Linked DNA regions of Rattus norvegicus: region 1 is linked to region 2. A link is a contact called in public Hi-C data. All regions are on one chromosome and are shown on one strand. The core of a region is the stretch at or near the end of the contact, and the rest is flanking DNA. Distances in the headings are between cores, read along the strand shown. Region 1 has its middle 510 kb from the start of Nfib. Region 2 has its middle 140 kb from the start of Mpdz.

Region 1 (7,254 bases), core at 4,156-6,655, 400 kb before region 2:
TATTTTGATTTTCTTCTAAGGAATTGTACTTTATATACACTGTAGCTTTGGGTTTTAGTCGGAGTAAATTGTATTTTCTCACTATTTTATCATGATTTTTCAATGGTTTTAAGCCTTCTACATCTGCTCTTCTAGTCATCTTAATTTGGTGTAGTGATATTCTTTCTCTTTTCAATACTGAATTTGCTTATATTTTATCACTTCAAAAAATTCAATCTTATTTTTATTAATCTAAGCCACTATATATGTTTTCTAATTTGTTTCCACTTTAAAAAATCCTCCCCCCCCCCAAATAATTTTGGTATCTAAATTGACACTTTAGTTTGATATTTATAGCTTTGGTCATTAAAATTATATTCTATAAACACAATTAAAGATATATATGGTATGCAACATATAAATTCTCCCAAATTATTTCTAAATCATTTCACATTTTATTATTATTTAGGATCTTAAGAATGTATTTATACCTTTTGATCTAGAAGGTGGAAATTCTTTGTTATATACATAATGCTTGTAAATAGCACAGAAAAAAATCAAACAAAATCAAATCCCCTATCTTATTCAAAACATACTCTTCAATTTAGTAAAAAGAATTCATCACAGGTAATCATGGGAAGATTGAGCATGTTTCTTCATTGTTTCACTTCTGGTTTTAACTCTTAATGTAATCCCTTGACATCAGTGTTAAGTCATACCCACATGGGTTCATACCCATTTGCCTGTCTATAACCAAAACTTGGACCTAGCTCAAGCAGTTAGGAAAATCTCAATGAGTTATTGAGAATCAACTGGTTATATGGAAGTTTTAGAAATAGCATATTTTACATATATGATGTTATACAAACTATCTTGTGCAATCTCTAAATTAATAAATTTATAATATATAATTTAATTATATGGAAAGTCAGTTATTGAAAATGTACTACTAATATGTAGGCATGTGAAAGGGTACAAGAATGTGTATATTTTAAAACCACAATGTATCTTTGGTTTAGTTTAAATAGTTTGACTTAAACATACCTGAACATTTAAAAAATTAATAGTAGTGGGATAAAGTAATAAGGATAATCACCTTCACTATATAATCACTTCTAAATATTATTATCACTATTTTAGTTCTTCAGGAGTATATGATTATGTCTATAAAATTTTTGTCCCTTTTTGGTATAATATTTATTGTATCTTTTAAAATAGGCCATCATTTAGAAAATTGTTAGATATCCTTTAAAAGGTAAGTATTTAAGGAACTATGGAATTTAATAAGCATCTACAGTATTGTGAAATGTTCATCTTTAATAAAAGAGAATATCTTGTGAGAATTAACATGGACACACTTTGACAATATGGTGATAAATGAACCAAAACCAAGTCAGAAAGACAAATACTTCATGATGCTACTTTTAGCCTGTTTTGTTTGTTTTGTTTAGTTCTGTTTTTCTTTCCTCCATTTAGGAAAAAAAAAAGATTTGGAAAGATGGGCATCAATGTGAGGCATAGGCACACATTAGGTCAGTGGCCTAATATTTGCCCTACTGTGTGAGAGGGTAATAGTACAAGACTGAAACTGAGCATTCCACATTAGCTGCTTTGAGGTAGCTCAGCAGCAGTGTGTTACCCACCTCATGGCAACGATCTGGCTGATCTCAGAGGACTAGGGTTTTCTAATATAATGTCTACTGTCTCTGCAGAGGAGTTAGAAGTCATTCCACCTTGATGAGGGAGCAAACCTCCTTTCCCAACTCTTCCAGATCCCACAAGATTCATCCCTCAAGACCAGAAAAATTTTAATGAAGATATATTTTAGGAGCAGCTACTGGGCAGGCTAATGACTGAAAGATATCCTCTGTTTACCCTTCAGGTGCCTATTTAGCCCACTCAGGTCTCAGATAATCTTATCTGACTTAGTAATGGAAAAAAAGTAGGCTAGGCAAAATGTCTAGCAGTAGTGTAAACTCAGTGATAATGATTATGGTTTTTTAGGAAGAGTCTTAGTTACTGTGTATGGCTTTGATAAAACACTGTGACCAAGGAAACTTATAAAAGGAAACATTTAACAGGGTTTAGGGTTTCACAGGGTTAGAGATCATGATGGCAGATCAAAGGCACGGTGGCAGGGACACATTGATCTGTAAGTTGGAGGAAGAGAACACACTGGTAATGGTGTGGGTCTTTTAAACCCCAAAGTCCACTCCCGCCTTCTAATGCTTCTCAAACAGTTCTACCTACTGACAGCCAAGTATCCAAATGGATGAACCAATGGAGGTCATTATCATTCAAACCGACACAGTAAGGATCCAGTAGAATTTATTAAGCATATAGGTCAGTCTTGTAAGGCCAAAGACACAGAAGGCATGACCTCTGAGCTCAAATAACTCAAAAGGAATTTGAGGAGACAGAGAAGTGGGCAGTTCACAGTTAACACCATAGTATTAAGATAAATTCACCATTTAGCTGTTCCCAGTGGACAGTTCAAGTATGCTTAGCAGATTCACGACAATCACCATCTGGTTCTGGAACATCCTCCTTGCTTTATTAAAAAAAACAAAAAACAAAAAACAAAAAACAAAAAACAAAAAAAACAAAAAAAAAACAAAACCAAAAACTAAAACCTTTGGGCCCTCCTAGAGTTCAGTCCTTCCGCCGCCTGGGGAAATGGCAAATCTGCGTTCTATTCTTATAGATTTAAGGAGGTTGGATATCTTTTCCACACAGACAATTGACAATTGTGTTTGGAGACGAAAACTAGAGGTTGAATCCTCTTAACTAGGTGGCGAAAGGAGCGAGACAGTTTGCCTTTTTGAAATTCAGGTGCTTTATCTCCCTGAGGTCTCTGAAGGCAGGGACAAGGGCAGATGAACCTTTAAGGTTGCTCTGAGCCCTAAGACTATGATTATGTAGTGTTGTGCTCCCTTTGAATGTCATGAATCAATGCTTTGCAATAAACTGACTAAAGGTTTGTGTGTAACCCTAGTAACTAAACTCCAGTATGCCGCTACTGGCCAATTTTTGTGACAGTTACTTAGTACCTGCATACATTCTCAAATAGTAGTGGGGAGAGTGAAACTCTGATGTGACCAGAAATGTTCTAGAAAAACATTTTTTGCGCTGTTAGGATTTATACTAATCATCCAATGATGCCAATAAAAGGTGAAGTTTGTCTTTTATTTTTTTCCATAGACTTTTCTGTCGATAGAAATAACCTGTAGAGATTCTCAACGTCTGAACACTGCTTTGATCTTTCCTAAAGGACAATGACTATTGATATGGCCAGAAAGAACTATGTGAAACAAAAGGAGGCCGTGACGTGCCCTTGTAAGAGTCAGCCCAGTCCAAATGCGCATGGAAACATCTAAACAATGAAAGGACTTCTCAGCACAGACGTGGAAAACCACCATCTCATCCCTGCCATTTTTAAGTGCTGACTTCCTGGCCAGTGTGAGGGCAGCGGTGGCACACACTGTACCAGCTGTCCCTGCGTAAACATTCGGCTTTCCAGCTATCACTTTTCGCACATCCATAATAATGTGGCTTGGAAAGGCGGCAGAAGGAAACCCTCGCAAGCTTACTGTGTCTCGGATGTGCGTGGAGCAGCAGGGATCCTTTAGGCTAGCTTTGGCTTGCTGCTGACCTACAGCTGACCCTTTGAATTATACACATTTTTACGTTTTCCTAAATATGAGAAACATCAGTTAAACATGAAAGACCTTCTCCGGAGTCCCGCTGCTGGCTATTTTAAAGAAAAATAGTTGCTTACAAATAAAAGAGGTTATTCTTAGCCAGCATGAAGTTCATCCGTCTTCTGGACTTTTCATTTCTCTTTCTCTGCCTTCTCTAGGTTTTATTCCTTTTTTTCCTGCCATCTGTATATCATCAAAGCAAGTCAGTTACGTCACAATAGAGAACCCTACCACCATCCTGAGAGAACTTCCCCCAACCCGGGTCAAAATCCTATCGTGCATCATCATGTTCAAGGACCCTGGAATTTGGGTCTCTCTTCTGAGATGCTTAAGACCTATATAGTTTCAAGTTATTTGGAGTTTTTCATGAAAATAACCTAGCATGAAGCCCCCGGGTCATTAGTTCTGCCTGACAGCATGCTGTAAAGAGCAGAAACTCTCATTTGAAAAGAAAATTCATGGAGAGAAAGCCGTTGTAAAGTTCCGAGTGTTCATTAAAGTATTCGTGGCTAGGCAAAGAGACCCTCAATTTAAACTAAGCTGAGTAATTTTGGAAAATGGAGCTGCAGCACCAGGCTCCAGGTATGGGCTGTCCTTACTCACTAGCAGCTGTGTGGGATTTGCAGTTTCTCCGTGTTTTATGTGATGATGGCGCAGGCCGGCTCAGCCTCCAGCACTGATTGCTATTCGGGGACCAGGTTCTGGATTTGCTCCAATCATGTGGAATCTATTTTGGACCCATCATGTCATACTTGAACTCTAAAATATGTCTATCGGTGAAAGGTTCTGTTTATCTTTCTCTACTCAGACTCACAGAAAATGGAGTTCAGTCCACACACCAGCGGGTTTTTGTTCCACTCTGAAACCTCCCGGAACCCCTGCAACGGTAACAGAAACAGCTACCCCAGATCCTGTCATGGCGGCTGGGTTTTCCTCAGTGCCTATCACGTGCCTGCTCTTCTATTCTCCCTTCTTTGCAAATATCCCACTGGGGCAATGGGGGCTGCAGTTTACACAGACTTGCTTCTGCTTCTCAGGTAGCAAGCAGCTAGCTCAGGCTTTTGCAGGACCCAGCTGAGCCCGCCTCCTCAGTGGAGGGGTTTCTGTACAAAGCCTGCCTGATCTGCCAGGGGCAACACTTCACGGTCAGGAAGGCAAGCAAGCGAGATGCGAAGAAAGACAACTAGGTTTGGGCCTCAGTGTGAAGAAACAATCCAATGCTAAAAGCAGATAGTGAAGACTGGCCCAGGAGGCCACCCCACACCCTAGCAGAGGACTGATTCTCTATTTCACTGGGAAGAGGGGCGTGTGTCTTCTTTTTGACTACTGTACCCACAAAGAGGGAAGCTCTATGCATTTAGTTTCTTGAAGTTGTGGAGAAGGCTTTCTGGTCGGCTGCTTCTATTGCATTAATCTGTCTCTGTCTCTGTGTCTCTCTGTATCTCTGCTTCTGTTTCTGTCTCTTTTCCTTCCCCTCACATCCCACCCCCCACTCCCTCACACACACCACTAAAAAGTCAAGACTTCAGTGCAGACTTACTGGCTGCTCCAATTTGTGATTTGAGTCTGACAATATATTCCCTTTCTGACCTGGGTCTTTTCTTCTTGGAGCAAAACAGAAAAGGAGAGGGAGTCTTAAAATAACTGGGGAGGAGCCATTGCTTTGGCCATGGAAGGGAGGCCTCTGAATCTTTTAACTGTGATGCATTTGAAAGAAGACCCTGCAAGCCACGTGGGCTGACTGACATAAAATGTGTTGGAAATGACTGAGCATCAGCATTAGCTAAGGACTCCTGAGCACATGAGCTTGCGTTTCCATAATGGGGTCAGGCTCTCTCCGGGTCCATGTGTTGAAGAGGTGGCTGTAATTTGTTAGTGACTAGAGCTAAAATGCAAACATTTTCCAGTCACATTCGCAGGAATCCGAAGCTAACCACAGTCTCGGGCACAGCCGTGAGGAAACACGTCCCAGCTGCACTGCTGCACTTGGCGACCCTGCTGGGAAGCCACTCACAAAGCTGCCAGTCTCCCTCGCTGGACCAGTGCCACTGGAAACAGAAGTGCAACTTTATCACTTGACTTCAAGACGTGGTTTCCCAGCAGCATGTGGAGGCAATGCAGGCACAGACCAGCTGTGGGAGAAGCTCCCCTTTCAGGGTATGGAAGTGGATAGTGGTATCCTCTCCATGCCTGAGGGAGAAGGCTCAAAAGCCTGGACAAGGGAATTCTTTGGAGGAGGGGAAAGAGGAGGGGGAGGGGGGGAGGGGGAGGGGGAGGGGGAGGAGGAGGAGGGGGAGGAGGAGGGGGAGAAGAAGAAGACGAAGAAGAAGAAGAAGAAGACGAAGAAGAAGAAGAAGAAGAAGAAGAAGAAGAAGAAGAAGAAGAAGAAGAAGAAGAAGAAGAAGAAGAAAAGTAGCAGTTAATTTCTCCATGAAGTGTACAATAGATGTGAACTCAAGGCTTCTTGTGCACCCCTGAGAAATAAGGTTCAAATAACCACTGTACAGCCCAGCACCACCAAGACATCTGCACCACAGCAGTAACCAATCTCAGGATGTTCTGAAGCGTTATTGCAACTGCACACAGAAGCACTCCAGACTATTGTGGTTAATGATGCCAAAAGTAGCTCGGAAGTGAAGTCGGAGGTGTGCTGTGAACAGCGATTTCCACTTGAGCTGTTTAGTTGGGAAGAAATAGCAGCCTTGGGCGGTTATGACAGTATTGTGCTTGGCCCAACTCACAGAGTCTGGAGGCCGAAGACCCTTGGGTACTCAACCTTAGCAGCGATCCAAGAAGGAAGTATCCTAAATGCTGTTAATGAATTATAATAGAAAAATAAGACTACAGCAGCCATTGGGCTATGCGTAAGAACTAATCCCCGTTGGAGACAGATTCCTTCTTTAAAAACCTCATCCAATCTGAGAAACATGACCAGGACATGCTGCCTAGCACAGGTGCTGAAATTCTCACAGACACGCATAGATATTCATTTCTGATTTTTTTATTTGTAAATATAAGAAATGGTCTAATAAAATAACTTACAATCATTGAGGTGACACAGGTGCGCGCGCACACACACACACACTATATGAACAAGTATGCATATTTGTAGAAGGAATGTAGTCCTCTTAATTCTTTGAGTGGGTCTAAGAGGAAAAGCAGAAGAATCGCTACATATTATGATTATTGTAATCCTCTTAATATGAGATGGGGAGAGAGGTGAGTGGATAAAGTCCTTGCTTTGCAAGTGTAAGGTTTGCAGGTTTTGGATTCCCAAAACCTATGGAAATTCTGAGTAAGCTCCACAGCTTGCCTGTAATTCCAGGAGGTAGAGGCAGGGGATCTCAGGGCAAACTTCTAGTCACACTGGTCATATTGGTGAGCTCTGGCTTCAACTGAGAAACTATGCCTCAAGCTATAAAGTGGAGATAAACACAATATAAAATTCCAAAAAATAATTAACAATTATATATACATCAGAAGGAAAGCAGCCGGCTTTGGAGACCTGAGCCTATAATCCACATCTGTAAGAAACTGAGGCAGGAGGATTACAATGAGTTCAGGGCCAGCCTGG
Region 2 (6,595 bases), core at 1,920-4,419:
AAATGTTTTCTCCATATGATAGCTTGTCAGTTACCAGGAGACCGTCATCACTGCTGACCCTACTGTGCTCTTCCCAACATTTCTTATGAAACTAAAAGTCTCCCATTTCTGAAGCTGTGTCACATATGCTTCTCACATTTCTTCATCATTCTTACTAAGTCCCTCAGTCATGTTCTACACTGTCACTTTTATTTTAAAACATAGTTTCCACTCTTAATTGAGTACTCCAGGTGAGCTGCCTCCAGCCCAGCACATAGCCACTCTCAACTCCCTTTCCCCACGCCCTCTTTCTATTAATGACATATATGAGATAATCACTTCTGCACTCAAGTCTTCTCTCATAGCCTAAATACTATGTATAAGGAGGAAACATGGAGAAGTGATAGTTAACAGTTGTTTCAGTCCAACCTCCACCATCTCAGCAGAAGAAGGCAACCTGACTGCTCAAAGGGCAGGAAGAAACAGCTAGGAGCTTCCGAAGGATTTATTCCACAAAGTATCCTGGTGGGGTAGAGGAGGAACATGGTCTACCTATGCAGTGCAATCATATGCAAATTAGCATGTCTTCTGCAAACTTGCCTTCCATAGGCAACCAGGCTGCTCAGCCAGCACTTTGAAGTGACTAAGGTGAACTTCACAATGTACCAAACATCTGGAGGAAGAGAGGTTAAAAATCACCCAGACGTTTTGAGGAAAGAGAGGGTTGATAATATAGTCAGGCATAGCTGTCACTGTCCTTTCTGTTTCTTTTTACAAGAACTCATGGAACTTCCTGTTTTTCCTTTATATCAGTTTCATATGCAGAGATAAAGGGGGAAGGGATTCCGTGACAAATGTACCTTCTTTCCTAAAGAGTCTCACTTTTTGTGGTTTTTGAACAGTCAAACTTCCCTTCCATGCAGCTTAAGCACGTTGTTTCCCATGAAGAGAGGCACAAAGCCGCTCTGAGTCCAACACGGCTCACTTTACATTGCTTGTCACAGCTCCCTGATCTCTTATAACAGGGCTCTGGGAGTCTATGAAGATAGATAAAGAATTTTGGTGTAGCAGCACTGAGAGTATTGCCTTTTATAGACATCTAGCACCCTAAGGCTGTTCAGGCAATAAAGTATAATGTTCTAATTCTGAATCTCCACGTATTTCCAATTAGTAGATGGAAAGAGACCATGGGGTTGCGGGAGGATAGAAAAGACCATGTGGGTGAGTTTCTGTAAATATGCCTTCCTTCCAAAGAATCATAGAGATTTCCTTTAAACCCTGCATTTTGGTTGATTTTGCAAAGAAAGGGAAACAATCATAGGACTAACTGCGTGTGGAACTCAGTCTGGGCTTTTTACTTTTAATGTGAAAACTTTAACTATGATAACTAGAAAATTTCTAATTCCACTGAGGACTAGGGAATAAATATACTGCTTTGAACTAAAATATAGAAATTCACAGCACCACCTATTGGTTTCAAAATAAATATTATGCTTTTTTTCATTTACTAATTATAAAGAAAAAATAAAGGAATTATTATTCTTCTGAAACACGTAACATTTTAAGTAATTTTATGATGATGGTCTGGAAATATCTTATACAAAGCACACAATGAGGAGATGAGGCAACATGACTGGTAAAAAAAATACACATCAACCTAACTATATACTCAGAAAGGAAGAGCGAACACAGGTAGTCATTTGCACATTCCTTGTATGGAGTTTTCTGTTGTGCTTTGCTGTTAAAGCTCCCCTTTCCATGTTGCTTCTAAGCTGATGAAGCTGTACTTTCTCCACATTGGAGCAGATGGATTCGCACTTGATTTCTCTGTTCGTATCAACCCCTAAAATCAAGGGAAGACATTACGCTCACACATCAATTAGCTCTCAGTATTGGCTATTTCAGAATCTCCTTCACGGGGGTCTTGTATAAGTCAGCCTCACCCCATATCCCAGCCTCCTATGCATCCTGCACTTGCATGCTTCCTACTTGATGTCAGCACGCACATCTGTATCCAGAATACAGGACAGTTCCCAGAGAACCAGAAGGAAGGAAGTTCTCTCAGCTTGATAGTTGGTGCAGACTCCCTTCCCCAACCTTGGGACAGAGAGGCAATATAGTGGGATCACTTCAAGTCTACCAAGAAACTTAGGAATACACTTTTCCTTGAACCTAACTTGTGTGTATTATATGTTTAAATTACATTTTGTCATGATTTTGCTTGTATGTTTGTTTATGATTTCATTTGCTTGTTTATTTGTTTAAGACGTAAAGTGAAATAAAGACCTATAAACCCTGAAATGTATGCCTACATCCTGTCTCTCAGCATTTCCATTGTCTAATAATTCGGAAATCCAAATTCTGTAGTGGAATTTCGGGTGGAACAGAGGGAGAACTTACTTCACTTAGATGCCACATTGAAGTGTTAAATGGTTTGATTTTGTCCACCTTTCTAAAATTGGAACAGGCATTCAAATAGGAAGAATGTCTGTATCTAAGAGCAAAGGAGAAGCCTCGGAACAACCGAACAAATACCACGGGGCTCCTGGGGAGCCAATCACAAGAAATTAGAATCAGATTTCTGTAAGGAAAAGAATTGTAAGGCTCAGCTAATTAGATTACCCATAGCAACTTAAAAAAATGGATAAATTAAAAATTTCATGATTCAACCCAACAACAATGTTTTTTTTTTAAAGTACTCCAACCGTATTTAGAAACAAAAGTGCCAAAGAGAGGAAAAGGGGTTTTCTTACTCTACACTGTCAACGGGGCTCATCCTAGCCCCTTCTGTGGTTGAGCATTTCAACCAAAAGCTTCACTTCTCACTGAAGTGTTTGAAGGGTGCCTTTCCAACTACTTGTTCTCAATGGAACAGAATTCAAAATGGAAACCTTGTTGCTGCTGCTGCTGTTGTTTTGTTTCATTTTGTTTTTTGGGTTTTTTGTTTGTTTGCTTTTGTGGAATTTTGAAATATTGCTATCCTGTCTTTTTTTTTTTTTTTTTTTTTTTTTAAGGTCAGGAACATCCACATTCTGATTAGACTCAGAGTCTTTTCAGACTTGTCTCTTTTTCATACCCTGCCCCCTTGTATTTCCAAACAGACTTCTCACCAAGCAGCCTCCACACCCTCCCTGCGGGTCTCGCTCTCAGAGCGAGCCGTAATCACAGGCTTCCTTGCCCTGGCTGGCTTTTTGGCTCAGCAGGGCAGTTCCACTGCCAAGTTCTGCATCGAGCCCTTCATGGGTTTATCCTTACATGCACCTTAGCGACCTAATACATTTCATCTCTTCTCCTGCCCTCTCGTTGCTGTCTGGGCTATCTACATCTAAAAGGAAGAAAGCCCCTGACATACTTTTGCCCTTTCCTCTGACAAACCTGCTATTGAAGAAAAAGTTAGCAGTAAGGAAGGAAAGCCGGAGTCAGCTGAGGCTAGAAGAGGCAGCCCAGTTGAAATTTAAAGCGGCAAATCGTGTGGTGATTCCTGGGAAAATGAGAGATGCTGGTTTCAAAACATGTAACACATAATCTGCCTCTAAACAGACCAAAAGCTTAGCTCAGACCCACCAGCTTCGCTTCTAAACATAAAACCAGGAAATTAGGGAAGTTTGTTCCCATTCCCTTTAATAATGGACATTAGCAGAACGCTTTGGGGAACAGAACCCTTTTTATGGAGTACGAACCAGCAATTTTAAAACAAGAAATATGTGTGGGAACGGTGTTTATTTTTCTATACTTGAGAGCACATGCAGTGATTATTAATATTTACATACAGATGCTCGTATGGAAATCATTGTCTTGGAAAGTGGTTAGAGTCTAGAAACAATTGGCAGTCAGAAAAAGGAAAAGTGAGAACAGTCCAGTCTACAAACCATCCCAAAGGACCCTCTCCTCAGTAATGGGAAGGCTGATAACACAGTCATGGTTCTGAAAACCCTGCAGAAAGACAAGGATACCTTAGGATTGTTATGGATTCTTGTATAAGATTTGGGGACCTGAGTTCTTTTCAAATTGACTTCATGTGTGCAAAATCAGCCGACAGCTTCAGGTGCGGGTAGATGTGTGCGTGCTGAAGTCCTGGCAACTGGAGATAGCTGGATTCCTTGAGGGTTGTTTGCTCATTGGAGGGAGAGATAGGGAGCCTTCCGTTTTGAAAAGACATTCATACCACAAATGTGCCACTGTCCACTAACAGAGGCTGTGTTTTGTTACAGCTCTGCAGGATTCGGGGTGTTTTTTTTTTAATGCCGTTCAACGTGCGCACAGTGGAGTATTTCACTTGTTTGGGTACATCAAGCAAGGAAAAATCCAAACCAAAACAAAAAGACGCACACAATCAGCACACACACAAAACAGGATTGTGCTCCTTTGTTTTGTGTTTTCTGTAACCCAGATTGCGGCAATTATCTCTCTGGCTTTACAAGCCTTTTCTTTCATTCTGAAGGCAGTTTTTGGAATCACGTTACACTTAACTCAGTTTAACAAATAAGAGTAGTCTGGCAAAATGGCACCATGTGCTTTCCACAAATATCTGTGGTATAGACATTTTTATTATGCCCAAGCCTCTTTGGTTTAGAGCAAAAGGACTAACGCAAAGAAAGGGAAAACCCAGACTTACGGACTTGGAGTGTGTTGGGGTCACTTTCTGCACCAGAATGAAAAGGGAGGAAAGATACATTTTAAAAATAACCGGAGGAGGAAAGAGTCAAGAGAGGTTTGGAAGCGTTCGCAGAGCACGGCTTCCCCTGACGTGAGCTACAGGCTAATGATAGAATAGTGGCATCTGGCCGGGGAGCCCCGCAAGGCTGACAATGAGCGCCCTGTAGCCTGCGCGGCTTCACACTTCTGCCTCGTCTGTAGTCAGGACAAAGAGTTGCAGGACACAAGCAAAGTAAAAGGGGGTGAAAGGGAGTCTGCGCTCAAGCTTGCCGTAATACAAATATATGTACACTGCGCTACAGATGTTCCTCGTTGGCGAAGGCTGGCACATAATCATGCTATGTGCTTCATAATATTTTAATGAGCCTTTTCTCTAAATAGCAATGAAAATGAACAATAAGAAGCTCTTAGGGAGGGAAAGTTGGTACGTTTATATATTTTTTTTCTGTCTATGGGGAAAAATTCTCATAATAGGTTATATTAGAATGGCAGGGAAAAAAAAACAGTAGACTGGGTTTAATAAAATTGTACTGAGTACCGAGTACTATGATTTCTAAAGCTAGTTTCTTTCTGTTTCTAACTCCAGCAATTTATTCAGGTTAAAGGAATAAGAAAACAGACAAGAGCCGTAGTTTTGATGGGGACTTTTTCTCCCTCTCCCTCCTTTATCAATCTCCTTTTAAGAAAAAGAAAGAAAAAAACTTCAAGTGGAAGCCTTGTAACAATGCCCTTAATAGTTAATATATTGTGCCAATTGAAGTCTTGAAATAAATAACAAACCACTTAACATGTGTTGTAAATATCTTGCTGACTTAAGCATTGTTGTACAAGGATTACATCTATTCGGGGACAGATGACTGGATCCCCAGTGGAGGGGTGGGTGGGTGTTTCTTTTCCTTTACTTTTTCTTTTTTCTTTTTTATTATTATAGAATACGTTTCAAAAGGAAGACTAGTCAAAGATTGTTATCTACCATAATGCAATCAGCTTTTAGCATTACTACTCTTCAAAGAAAATTATTTTCTTTTACCTTAGTCAGTGTGTCATTTAAAACAACTACAAGGTAAACAATCTAAAACAAAATCAGAGTGTGTATCTTGGGTAATATGTAGTTCCTAGGATAGCTCTTTTAGACTCTTTTAATTTCATAGAATAATTTGTTTTTTGGTTTTTTTTTTTTTTATTTTTTCTTTTTAGTTCATAGGGTAAATGGAATGAGATAATCCAGTATGTGAAGTTGTAAGGACAGTTACAACAATAATAGCAGGGCTGACTGGAGATGCTATCTGCAAATTTCCATGCATAAATGACTGTCCTTTCAGGGAGTTGCCTTGACTATGGCGCTCTGATTCCCACCTCTCTTCATGTAACTGTCCTAGCACTCGATGAGTTGTTTTTACAACTGAGAAAACATTCTCTCTCTGTTTCCCCATCTTTGTATATCCCATTGTTTTAACCTCTTGCTTAAAAGTGAGAGTAAATGCCCCCGGTGGGGGTCACAGATCGATAGAATAAATGCGAATCTTTACGTTATCATGCCTTAGTGTGAGGAAGCTGACGAAGTGGACTCTGTGAGTATGCTTGTGTAACGACTTTTTAAGAAATTTATGAAATATTGCTTTAAGATAGCTTAATTGCCAACCCTTCTATATCTGCCATTTTTTAAACATAAAATTATGTTAATACAGAAGACTGAAGACCACTACAAAATATGGCATGGCCTTGGAAATTAGAATTTAAGTGAAACTGAATTATGATGAGTAGAGTTTGGGTGTCAAGTTTATTTTAATTTTTATTTCTTTTAGAAATGGATACTACGTGTGTGACAGTTTTGTTAATTGGCCAGAATATGTGTACAGTCTGAGTATCACTCACTGCTAAGTCAAATGAATGTCTTAAACAAAGATCTGAATTTATAAATTGAAATGAACATTTTTAAAATTTTCTCTGTGTTATATAT

What was found. Hi-C and Micro-C count contacts between places; a contact is called where the count stands out from the background.
Region 1: a Hi-C map of psoas muscle shows a contact between it and region 2, with 2.2 times the contacts expected there. The contact joins two enhancer-like sites.

Annotation. Positions count from the first base shown.
Region 1 is chr5:101,508,337-101,515,590 of GRCr8, reverse strand. No RefSeq gene overlaps it. Among named protein-coding and RNA genes, the nearest start is that of Nfib, 510 kb to the left of the region's middle. Within about 2 kb of position 5,405, at least 11 of the 93 cell types and tissues checked have an H3K27ac peak or open chromatin away from gene starts, as enhancers often do.
Region 2 is chr5:101,105,030-101,111,624 of GRCr8, reverse strand. No RefSeq gene overlaps it. Among named protein-coding and RNA genes, the nearest start is that of Mpdz, 140 kb to the right of the region's middle. Within about 2 kb of position 3,169, at least 25 of the 93 cell types and tissues checked have an H3K27ac peak or open chromatin away from gene starts, as enhancers often do.